Linked DNA regions of Mus musculus: regions 1, 2 and 3 are each linked to region 4. Evidence: chromatin contacts called from public HiChIP or PLAC-seq data. All regions are on one chromosome and are shown on one strand. Each heading gives the region's core, a stretch centred on a gene start, on an enhancer-like site or on the middle of the called end of the contact. The rest is flanking DNA. Distances are from core to core; before and after follow the strand shown.

What was found. HiChIP or PLAC-seq counts read pairs in DNA pulled down with a chosen protein or histone mark.
Region 1: an H3K4me3 HiChIP or PLAC-seq map of bone marrow-derived macrophages shows a contact between it and region 4, with 6 times the contacts expected there. The contact joins two enhancer-like sites. A contact is called at or near these places in 1 of 484 Hi-C or Micro-C datasets (the N1E-115 cell line) and 3 of 115 datasets of contacts at active chromatin or transcription factors (bone marrow-derived macrophages, embryonic stem cells and extraembryonic endoderm stem cells).
Region 2: a contact with region 4 is called in an H3K4me3 HiChIP or PLAC-seq map of bone marrow-derived macrophages, with 7 times the contacts expected there. The contact joins two enhancer-like sites. A contact is called at or near these places in 1 of 15 datasets of contacts at CTCF or cohesin (stem cell-derived epiblast-like cells), 13 of 484 Hi-C or Micro-C datasets (the C2C12 cell line, the HL-1 cell line, the N1E-115 cell line and 8 more), 19 of 115 datasets of contacts at active chromatin or transcription factors (bone marrow-derived macrophages, craniofacial prominence, embryonic basal ganglia and 11 more) and 1 of 9 other capture datasets (embryonic stem cells).
Region 3: a contact with region 4 is called in an H3K27ac HiChIP or PLAC-seq map of stem cell-derived epiblast-like cells, with 6 times the contacts expected there. The contact joins two enhancer-like sites. A contact is called at or near these places in 8 of 39 promoter capture datasets (the 3T3-L1 cell line, cranial neural crest, frontonasal cranial neural crest and 4 more), 1 of 484 Hi-C or Micro-C datasets (cortical neurons), 2 of 115 datasets of contacts at active chromatin or transcription factors (embryonic stem cells and stem cell-derived epiblast-like cells) and 1 of 9 other capture datasets (embryonic stem cells).

What each region holds. Positions count from the first base shown.
Region 1 is chr2:60,503,345-60,506,265 of GRCm38.p6, forward strand. Pla2r1 (phospholipase A2 receptor 1) reads right to left here. Exons shown (of 30, transcript NM_008867.2): 7 at 783-977. Among named protein-coding and RNA genes, the nearest start is that of Gm13583, 46 kb to the right of the region's middle. Within about 2 kb of position 1,572, at least 60 of the 459 cell types and tissues checked have an H3K27ac peak or open chromatin away from gene starts, as enhancers often do. A contact at or near this core is called in bone marrow-derived macrophages, where this site is marked.
Region 2 is chr2:60,862,624-60,865,323 of GRCm38.p6, forward strand. All of the region lies in intron 1 of Rbms1 (RNA binding motif, single stranded interacting protein 1), which reads right to left. Among named protein-coding and RNA genes, the nearest start is that of Rbms1, 17 kb to the right of the region's middle. Within about 2 kb of position 1,433, at least 89 of the 459 cell types and tissues checked have an H3K27ac peak or open chromatin away from gene starts, as enhancers often do. A contact at or near this core is called in the C2C12 cell line, the HL-1 cell line, the N1E-115 cell line and 5 more, where this site is marked.
Region 3 is chr2:60,531,669-60,534,413 of GRCm38.p6, forward strand. The region is part of intron 2 of Pla2r1 (phospholipase A2 receptor 1); the gene reads right to left. Among named protein-coding and RNA genes, the nearest start is that of Gm13583, 18 kb to the right of the region's middle. Within about 2 kb of position 1,428, at least 12 of the 459 cell types and tissues checked have an H3K27ac peak or open chromatin away from gene starts, as enhancers often do. A contact at or near this core is called in stem cell-derived epiblast-like cells, where this site is marked.
Region 4 is chr2:61,400,975-61,403,771 of GRCm38.p6, forward strand. No RefSeq gene overlaps it. Among named protein-coding and RNA genes, the nearest start is that of Gm39834, 32 kb to the left of the region's middle. Within about 2 kb of position 1,362, at least 177 of the 459 cell types and tissues checked have an H3K27ac peak or open chromatin away from gene starts, as enhancers often do. A contact at or near this core is called in the C2C12 cell line, the HL-1 cell line, the N1E-115 cell line and 6 more, where this site is marked.

The DNA of each region.
Region 1 (2,921 bases), core at 322-2,821, 900 kb before region 4:
TTGAGAATTTAATGTGAGTATTATGTTTACATTGTTTCTACCCACTTCTCTCTCCATCGATTCAGTGTTCCACTGTACCCACTCTCAAATTCATTATATATATGTATATGATGTATATGTATATGTGTATAATCTACTGAGTACATTTAGTGTTGCTTGTATGTACATGTGTTTAGGGCTGACCATTTGGGACTGAATCACCTCTCATCCCTGAAGAAAACTGATCCTTCATCTCTCTGTAGCCATTGATTGGCTATAGCTCTTCATCTAGGACTCTGTGAGACTTCCCCTATCTATGTTGTCATCAACTGGTGTTGTCATTACACAGATCTTGTTTAGTCAGCTATATTGTTAAGATTTCATGTGTGCCACTTCCCTATCATATCTATAAGCAGCATCTCACAGCAGACATCCTGGTTTTCTGGCTCTCAGAATCTTTCTGTTCCTTCTTCCATAATTTTTCCGAAGCCTTAGGTGTATGGGTTGGGTTGTATAGGTTGGGCCAAAAAAAAAAAAAAACCACATATCTATTTGACAAATGTAAATATGTTACATAGCTTCTGAATATATGACTTAAAAAATCCAGTGAATTGTGTTTCTGTGTATTTTTCAGAAATTTTGACTTTATGTTTAAATATATATTCCATATATATTAGTGTATATATCATATATATACACCATAAATTATCACTTTAAAATAATTTAACTTGTTTTCAACTCTAATTAAAAGGTAGTTACTTATACTATTTCATAGACCTTGAGGCAAAGTCTTTAGTACTCACCATCCCTAAGGAGGCTTACAAGAAACTCCACCTCTGCCAACGAAGCTACATCCATCAACACGCTGTCATTCGATTGGCAAGAGTGCAGAGCCCCAAGCCAGCTCTTTCTGTCTTTCTTAAGTTTGTAGCATTTACGATTGAAGGGAGTCCAGTCAGGATCACAGTGAGTGGCATGGTATTTCCAGGAGTCCTTTTCTTTATAAATCAACACAAAGAACAGCATTTGCACAATTACTGCCAGTGCTACCCAATATCCTTTATAGAGTCATGAGTGTGATCACTTTTAGCAAGTAAAACACAGAATTGGTTCCTAGCACCCACACAGTGGCTTACAACCACCTGTCACTCTAGCTCAGAGGATCTGGAGCCCCTTTTTTTTAACATAAGCACTGGGCACACACAGTACACATACATATATAAATATATACATAGAAACATACACATATATACAAACAGAGAGAGAGAGGGAGGGAGGGGAGAGAAGAGGGAGGGAGAGAAAGGGGGAGAGAAGAGGGGGAGGGGGAGAGAGAGACTGTAACTGGTCTGCCTATTTAAAAATGATTTCATATTATAAAAAGGCTGTTATGAAACATAATTTAAATGGTATTCCAAGGATTTTATACAGGGCAGGTATCCTTATCCTGGAGCTAAAAGAGCCTAAAATTCTGTTCACTTCCTTTAGAGCACAGAGGATGAAGTTTCATTTTCTCATTCTCCTGGGTCGCTGTGGTATCTATGATGTCATGCAGGATGAGTGTACAAAACTCCTCCCTTGAGTTTCACCAGACTTTCTTCAGAAGAGCTAAGAATAGCAGGTAGGATGCTATAGCGGCCCCTTTTAGTATGAGCAAATGGGAAGGCAGTGAGGACAGCAGGAAGGAAAGCCTTTGATCCTTTCCCCACCTCCAAGCCCCACAGCACAGAGACTCCTCTTACCAGGGGAAGACCAAATTAAGTGTAGTTTGAGACCCAGCACCAGGGCTCCCCTGGTGAAACCCAGTGCTAAGCAGAGCCCTGCAACTCCCACCATAAAGCTATTAACTGTAGGCTGAGTCTTGCATTTGTCCAGGAAGCTGGCTGTAGCAAAACTGGCCTTCAGGAGGCAAGGCAGAGGTCAGGATGCCATCTGCTAGAGAGCAGAGGGAAGGCTAGCATAGAGCTTCCTATTGCAGCACAGCCTGGTGGCCATGGCTATGACTTAGGTCGATTCTTGGTGACTGTGTAGAACTGGGCAGAACCCTTCAGTGTCTGACAGTGAGTGATGCATTTGGGTGTAGCTGGCTCATGGGGGCAGACTCCTCTCTCTAGATACTCTCTTAGTTCCTTTTGAACAACGTACTAACTACACTGGGTAAAAGCTGACTTGGATTACTGCCTAATAAGAGTGACAAGGTACCAATGCCAAGCTCTTAGCCAATTGGACGTGAGCATTATCTGGTGACAAATGGCCCAGAGAAAACAGGCATCCAGAATAGTATTTCTAGAAGGATTGGCATGAACAAAACTAGATTAGGAAAGGCAAGATAAACAGTCCTTTAGTGGCTAGACACTGCTGCATTACAATAAGTATTGGAAGTTTTCAGGAAGCCATGCCTGTGTCTGTTAGACAAAAGAAAGTTTTAGAAATGGACTAGCTAGTAATCAGTCTGGGAGACCTTCCATAAAAATTAAAACAGCTGCTTGATAGAAGCATATTAGATTTTTAAAAAATACATAAGGTATAAATTAGCAGACTTAAGGGAAGAGAGAGACTCTAATACACTAGTAGTTGGCAATTTGCACCTCATATTTAGTGATATACAGACTGTCCACACTATAAGCCAACCACACAACTGCAAAATCAAATTGCAACCCTGGCCAAATGCCCCTAGAGACATCTACAGAACATTCCAGCAGCTGCCTAATTCACAATTTCCCTCATCAGCATAAATTATTCTCCATGACAGATAATGTTCCTGGTCACAAGACAAGCATTGACAAATCGACAAAAACTGAAATCACATCAACTACTTTTTTTTCCCCAACACAATGCAATAAAACTAGAATTCAAAAATGAGAAAGAGGAAGCTAATACTTACTCATGGAAATTAAATGACTTGTTTTTGAACAGGCAATAAATCAAAGAAGAAGAAGAAGAAA
Region 2 (2,700 bases), core at 183-2,682, 540 kb before region 4:
ATAATCTGCACATGTGCAGGGGCAGTTTTCCCGCCATGTGCTCTGCCTTTCTCGTGATGACAACTGGGCCGATGGGCTGCAGCCAATCAGGGAATGACATGTCCTAGGCGGAAGATAATTCTCCTTAAAAGGGACGGGGTTCTGGCACTCCCTCTCTTCGTCTCTTCTCTCTTCGTCTCTTTCTCTTCGTCTTTTCCTCTGCTCTCTTCCTCTGCTCTCTGCCTCTCTCCCTCTCTGCCCCTCTCTCTGCGTCTCTCTCTGCGTCTCTCTCTCTTTTCCTCTCTGCTTCTCTCTGCCGCACTCTTCCTCTCTTGCTCCTGAGTAAGCAATAAAGCTTTGCCGCAGAAGATTCTGGTTTGTTGCATCTTTCCTGGCCAGTTGCGAACGTGCGTAAGAGTGGACTCTGGAAGCAGACTGCTGGAGTTCAGATGTCACCATGACCACATTCTGTTTGCCCTTGGCAAACTAACTTTTCTCTTAGTCTTGATGTGTGTAACATGAAGCCTGGGTCACTGATTCCATTCCAACTCAAGGTCCATCAAGACATTGTGTAAGTACAGACAACAGAGCCTCAGGAAGATGTCAAGCTAGTAGGAAGTGCTCTGCCAGTATAGTCTGTGCCAAGCCCATCTTTCCCAGGCCTCTCTCTAAATATGCCACAGCCAGTTCTAATATTAAAAGTGACCTATACACAGTGCTGGTCCAGTCTCCCACCTCCTACTCTCAAGCTCCTTTGCACAAGCACATTAAAAACAGAGTGGAACAAATCACACTGAGTTCAAGTGGCAAAATATGAGAGGCGGGTGGGGGTGGGGTGGGATGGGGCGTGGCTCCCTAGGAAAGGCTATCCTCAAAACCACTAGACTGCCTGGACCTTCTCATTGGTTAGTCCAATGACCTGTAAGTCCTAAGTACACATGCATTGGCTAGAGCCTCTCTAAAATCCTGGAATTCCAGCACATACCTTCTAATACCTGAAGTGGAGACTAGCATGGGTGGAGGGGTATTAGACACGGGCATGGGCTCCATTAGGGTTGCTCTGTCTGTGCTCTTCTCAAGCTTGAAGGCCAATAGTACAAAAGGCCAGAAATTTACATCTTCCACTACCACTAAGGATATTTTCCCTCTACCCAGTGTACTGTGTGATCGACCTTTGCTGGCAAGAAGGTAAGAACTTAAAATGGCGCGACCAGTCCTAAAACTCCATTAAAATGAAAAAGGAGAGGAAAAAAAAAAGAGGGGTGAGTAAGATCTGGGTAAGCCTCTACAGTTTAGTAAAAGCTTTGAATCACTAATTTTCCCCCTAAAATACTCAGTAATGCATTTACTGTAAAGTTAAGTGAACAGATGCTGAGTGTCTGGGGATGGTGGGAGGAGCTGCACACCATGGCCTCCTGGCCTCTTGCCTAGACTGCCAACCTGCCTGTTGACAGTGGAGTGAAGCTGCACTGGATCTGCTGCCAAAGAAGCAGCCCTGCCTAGGGTGACAGCAGAGAGGATGAGGAGAAAGGGCAGCAGAGGAGGAAAATGCCAATTCATTGCCATCCCTGTACACGGTCTCTGCGATGCTTTGGAATCTCTGCTTCTTGCTCTATCTTTCCCACAAGACTCCTGGATCCCAACACACACACACACACACACACACACACACTAGGGAATTACGTAAAAATGTACAGGGCAAAATAAGGTGTCGAGAAAGAAAACAAGGAAACAGAAGTCATTCCCCATCCTGGGTCTCTGAGTTTCAGCTGGGTCCTGGAATCACAGTGGCCCTGAAGCTTCTGCCGGCTCAGCACCAATGCAGACTCTCCCGAAGCCCTTTCCTGCAGACACTCACTCGCAGGTCTCTAGGAGATGAGTTTAGCTCTGCCAGGGCTCAGGCTAATGAGGGTTCCAAGGAACTTTCTTACATCAGCTTTAAGTGAAGAGTCCCTGTTTTTCTTTAGAGTCAATTCTGACTCACTTGCTCAGGAACCTGTCATTCTCCACCACACATATATGTTTCCTGTCTCTGTTACCTCTAGGCTTATAGATTACTAGTGTGTGACAGTGCATTTTTCTACCACTGAGAAGACACAGTAAACCCTATGAGGAGCTCCTCAGATTTCTACAAGTTTCTAAATCACCCACAGAGCCCTGGATGTCCCCATCATGTTGGGAATACATAACACAGAGACAATTGTTTTCATGTTTGAGATTTTGATTATGACCAGCCACACTTAAGAAATAGTAAAAGAGGAGAGAGCAGAGCTGAGTGCAGACTGCCCCTGAAATTCAGAGGTCCTGGTGTTATGCCTGGTCCTGTCCACGGTCCCTAAGATGCATTTGCATACTTGGGGTACTTTGGGCTCTGTGTCTATGTCCTTTACAAAGCAGCTACCACTGTCCCTAATTCCCCACAGACTCTGCCTCCTGACTCTCTTCAGATGACACTTGAGAGACAACAGGAAAAGGCTTCTCCTGTCCTAAAACTTCACCCTCCCTGGACACACCCTCCAGATCCTGAGCCAAGCTGAGCTGAGCATTTTCTATTTCCTTGCTCTGACATCGTTCAGACCTGAGAGTTTCCACAGCTTCCCCCGAACTGGCATGCCACGAGTTCAATGTCCAATTCTCTAGGTTACAACTCTACGTGCTTCCCTAGGTCAAAACAAACAAAACCGGCTCCCTTGAAAAATCCAGTGACCTCATTTTGGGCAG
Region 3 (2,745 bases), core at 178-2,677, 870 kb before region 4:
ATGCTCCAGGCTATGCCCCCTCACCCATGCTATGTAAGAAGCCTAACAAAGCATTGCTTGCTCGGGGTTAACTTTGGTAGTCTCCAGAGACCATTGGTTTGTCATTGGGATCTTATGTAGGGGGTAGATGGTTATGTCTCCCCAGGGAAGGAATTTTCACAACAGCCAATAGATATTTAGGGGGGCTGGCAACATGGTGAAATGTTTTATAGCAATTCTTCCTCTTGCAGAGCACCTGGGTTTGATTCCCAGCACCCACATGGTGACTCAAAACCATCATAACTCCAGTTCCAGGGGATACAATGCCCTCTTCTGGCCTCTGTGGGCACCAGGGATGCATGTGGTAAACATACATCCATGCAGGCAAAGCATTCATGCATAAAATAAGAATAAATAAATCCTTTAAAATTAAAAAATGAGTACTTATTGATCATGAACATATCCTGCACTGGGAATATGGTAGTGCACCGTAGAAGTTTCTTTTTGCTAACAAAGTGGCTTGGTGGAGAGATAAGAAGTGATAGCAAATACGCAAACATAGAGTTTCGAGTAATAATAAATCTCATGACGGAATAAAACAGGATGAGAAGATCGTGTGTGTAGTGGAGTGTCCCCAGCATCTGATGGTTGTTGTAAAACCTCTGTGAGGACATTGAGTAAGTGAGGATGCTCGTCTGGGGAAAGAAATTGTCCCTGCAGAAGGAGCATCAAGTCTAAAGAGCTGGAGAAAGGAGTGCTTGTGGAATAAAGACGGCCCCAGGGAGTGGACTCCCGGAAGCAGTTTCTCCGATTGCTGTTATGTACTTCTGTCTTTATTCTGAGGGTGGTGGGAAGTCACTGGCAGGTTTCAAATGAGAAAGTGACAAATCAGACTTCTATTCTTAAAAAGAAAAAACAAAACAAAACAAAAAAAAACCCAAAAAACACAATATCACTGGGTACACTGTGACAGTCCGAATGGAGAGAGCAACTCGGGCTAACCAGTGAGTCAGCTTCTATCCATAGCAATATTGAGGTTTCCTTGGTAACAGGAGTGTCCTTCTAGGGTTGCTAGGGTCTCGGACGTGGCCAGCACAGCTGCTTTTCACCCAGTGCTCTCAGACAGTGCTTGTCTCCCGAATTCAAAGACTGAAATTCAAAGATTTCAGCCAAAGAGGGAGAGTTTTAGAAACCTATTTTTAGATTCACAGGTGAGGGCTTAAGGGGTGGCAGTGGTGGGCAGGGCTATAACGCAGGAAGGCTCCTAGGAAACCAGGTACCATCCAGCTGCCAGTCTGGGCCCTTTAAAGGACTTATGGACAAAACTGGGCTGAGATACGAAGAGAAAGGCGAACTGGTCAGTCTAGTTGCCCAACCACAAGGTGTTCCGCACCTCCTCTTGGTCTGTCAGGCAGTTACCATAGCCTCACCTGCCCTTTTTGGAGATGAAAGAGAAGCAGGAATCAACATTCCTCTGGCATTCCAGGTCTCCAGCAAAGACATTCTCAGAACCTCAACCCACCCGACCAGTTTCTAGTTCCTATTCTCATCAAGATGGCCATGCAGAGCTGATCTGCTGACTACTTGCTTAGACTCCACCATCCTTGGCCACTGTGACAATTAAAGCCCCCCAGGATTCAGCTGGCAATTTCTAGGATGTGGGTATCAATGAGGTCATCTGGTCTTCATCTAGACAAGGGGGTCAGCTATGGACATTTCTGTACAGTCTCACAACTGGCAAGGGCCTAACCGAGTTCACAGCACATTGCCAATTTTCATAGGAATTAGAGATATTTCAGGACCCAGCCTTTTATCTCTTTCAGTCCCCTGTTTTTCACTAAACAGCATGGGTGTTGTCAGTATGGGCCGAGGGTTAAAATGCTAACATAAAGCAAGCATCAAGCTCTTCCCGAGAATCGTGCGGGTGTCAGCATGCTGATAAAGCTCTTGCTTTATTGCGGTATGCAAGCCTAGAAAAACGTCTTAGCCTTGGCTCTGACTCTTCACTCACATCAGCAACAGAAGGTCCTGCCTTAGGACTTAGGACTTTCTTGCTGCACTTCTAACCCTGAGGAGAAGGACGACGTCTGTCTTGGCCTTCGTACAAGTGCCTAACATTGTGCCTGATCCATAGTCAGCGCTCAAGAAAAAATAATGAGTGCCAGATGGAAGGATGAGTGTACAAATGACTAGATCTGTGGAGGGACAGAACACACGTGTCAGCATTTTACTGTGTAGCTTTATTTCTGTATCTTCCATTCTTTTTCCGTTTTAAAAAAATGTCAAAAAGTAAGAGAACTGTAGAAAATGAAAGTCTCCCTATAAATCATGCCTCCCACAGTCCATGCTTGGTGCGCAACAAATAACCCTTGACAATAGTGTCTCATTTATCTTCCAGCACCTTGTAGCATGACTGTCATAGGGACGACAGTCAGGCTTAGAAGCATCTGAATGCCCCCAGAGACACACCCCCAGGGTGGGGCTGAATTTCTACTGTCAGAGAAGCAGTGCCAAGTGGGTGCATTATACCTGGCAGTGTGAAAACCTTCCCTTCTAACGTGTTACGTTCTGTTTTCCCTCCTCTTTTTCTCTCTTGCTGGTTCTTCTTTGTATTGATCCCCAAAGCTAGTTAAGTACTTTCCTTCGGTATCTTTAAATTCCGAGATAGTCATTTCTTTATTGCATCTTTTCCAAGATTCCAATAATCCTTTTACTATAAGTAAGAAAACTACTAAAATTTTCCAGAAGTCTCAACATGACAACAAG
Region 4 (2,797 bases), core at 112-2,611:
TGGTCGCAGTAACAATTTTGAAATACTAACAGATAGATTATCCTTGTGCTTTTATCTTTCACCTTCCACCCCAGCTGCTTTGCACTCTTAGCCAGAGAGAGGGAGAAGGGAAGGGGAAAGAAGGGGGGAGAGAGAGAAGAAGAAGAGGAGGAGAGAGGAGAGAAGTGGGGAAGGGGGGGTAGGAGAGGCGCCACAAGGGGAGAGAGATGGTTGTTTTGTAGTACAAGATGGATGGGGGAGGGGAAACTTTGACTTTGAAAACTCCAAGTGGAAATTTTGAAAAAAGATAGGGAACGATTCTTAAGTTGCCCTCATCTTTAAAGATGTTGCACTAGATTAAGATGCCTAACATCATACAGTCTTCTATCTAGAACCACCCCCCCCCTTTTTTTTTCAAAACAAATGGTATGTTTCCTGGGGGCTTGGCTTCTCTGCAATTGTGTAGCCCTTGGTAGAATGACGTACTAGAGCCTTGGCCTCTCCTTTTCTTTATCATTAAGTGGGTACCAAATATGCTTCATTGATAAGGGCTTAATATTTTGTTATCTCTCCATTGAACCAAAATTCAAGGCGATGAATGCTTCAGCATATTCTAGAGTTCAAAATGTAAAGCCCAACAATTTTATCTAGTCTCATGACCTTAGTTTCCACGTATAAAGGCAAAAACCTCCAGCAAAGGGATGTTGTGTCTGCCTCAGACAGTGGTGGTGAAGGTTAAATTAGATACTGCTGAGGCATTTGCCACGGTGGGGGTGGGGGAAGTTGGCTCAGAGGACATAAGCACTACTGGTTTATTGGTGACAGAATGTCACATAAGAGCCCTCGTGTGCTTGTTTTCAATAAGTCTTTTCTGGCTAGTTAAACAACCCTATTTTAAGAGTCCCCAAAGTTAGGCATATACACGCCTCTTCCCTCTCTCTCCCCGCCAACACCTCACAATGACAGGGTCAAGAGACCGCCTTTGGTATATGCTGCCCCAAACCGACTCTTCTAGTCCCTGCTAATAAAATGTAAAGAATGTGATACAACAGGCGTCCCGAGTTAGGAGACGGAGGGAGGCTGCCAGAGATGTGGTCCCAGTGGGCTCTCAAAACCTCTAGTATTCAGTTTATCTTGGGTAAAGCCTTTGTTAGAATTAAAGAAAAAAAAAAAAAAAAGGCAGGCTGTTGCAAACCAGCTTCTCGGTAAGCTATAGTCGCTTCCTTGGCTACCCGCGACATGGGAATAATCGTTCAACTAGTCCCATTTCTATTGCGACTGGAAACAGGAAACGAATAAGGTACAGTCTTAAACAAAAACAAAGAGACTGAAAGACAAACCAGATTGTCCCAGGGTTCAGGAGAGGTTTGTGCTAAGTGTTAGAAGGTTCAGATCTGGTGGATCCTCCCCCACTTTCTGCCATTCCAGAAATTCCTTAGGGGGGGAGGTGAGGCGGGGGGGTGGGGGGGGGGGGGGGAAACGAAGAGCTGTTCTAAACTGCACAGCACTGCCATCTTCAGGGCCAACGGGGAAAATATTTTCCGGGTCAGTCAGACAAATCATCGTCCTGAATGCTTCATTTAAATATAATCAAATGCTTAAAACTTTGACAAGCATACAGTCTGTAACAGATTTTCTTTTTCTTTTAGCGTTTTCCATGTTTGGAATGTCAAAGGACACATTTTGGGGGGGGGAGGAGTCTGTGTATGTGATATATGAACATTAAAAATACGTATTTGCCAATTGAAAGTTATTTTCAACTGGAAAGATTAACTAGCTTACACTACACTGCCAGGTGATGGAGCAAAACAGACGCAAACATAGTGTTCTGAAATTTTTTTTTCCGTAAAAAGAAGAAAGGATGAATGTAATGGTTCCACAGTGCCGTTTGAACAGATGGTGTGATTAACAACTAGTGTGTTAGCCGTCTCAGGAGCTCACCGAGAGTAAACAAATGCAACGGGAAAATCACTTTCCTCCCCAAAGAGTTTTTAGTTCATTTTATTACGAAAATTTGGAAGTCTGCATTTTGAAAGCTGAGTATCCTTAGAGGATACTGGGAATAAGAAGGGAGGGAGGAGTTTCTGGAGGAAGACTCAGAAAGACTATTCTCTTCCTGATGAAGAATGCCGAAGCTCTCACAGAGCTGAGATGGGGGTAGTCTGGGCTGCGGCTGTCATCGGGATGCTGGAGGTGGGTGGTGCATGGTCCTACACACAAGCCATAAAATAAAAAGGTCAGATTCTCTTCCCGGCTCTTGTCCTTGCTCTCTCTGGACTGCGGTTTCTTTTGTTTGAAAATCTGAAGGAAAACCAGACCAACTGAACAGCTGTGTTTCAGAAACTTTAATGTGCACCTGGGGATCTCATTAAGATGCAAATTCTAACCTGGGGTAAGGTAAGGTCCAGGCTTTGAAATTCTTACAGACTCCTAGGTAATGCTGATGCTGCTGATCCATGGCCTGCGTTTACCACCTGGCCTCTAAGAGCCTTCCAGTGGTGGTGCTCTAGCATCCCATAATAGGTGATGCAAAGCTAGCTGATAAGAGGCAGAGTCTGCCTTCCTAAGCCCGACTCAGAACTACTTGTGGATAAAAATACCTAATAAATATATCACACGTTGCACTGATTTTTTTAAAGACCTTTTTTTTTTAAGTATTTTTCTATGGGAAGGTATTTCGCGTGAGTAGAGTGTGCAAGGACCAGAAGAGTACACACGAGGTGGAGTTATATATAGTAGTCATGAGCTGTCATAGTGGGTGCTATGAACTGAACTCAGGTCCTCTCCTCAGCAAGGTCAGAACACCCTGCTGAGCCAT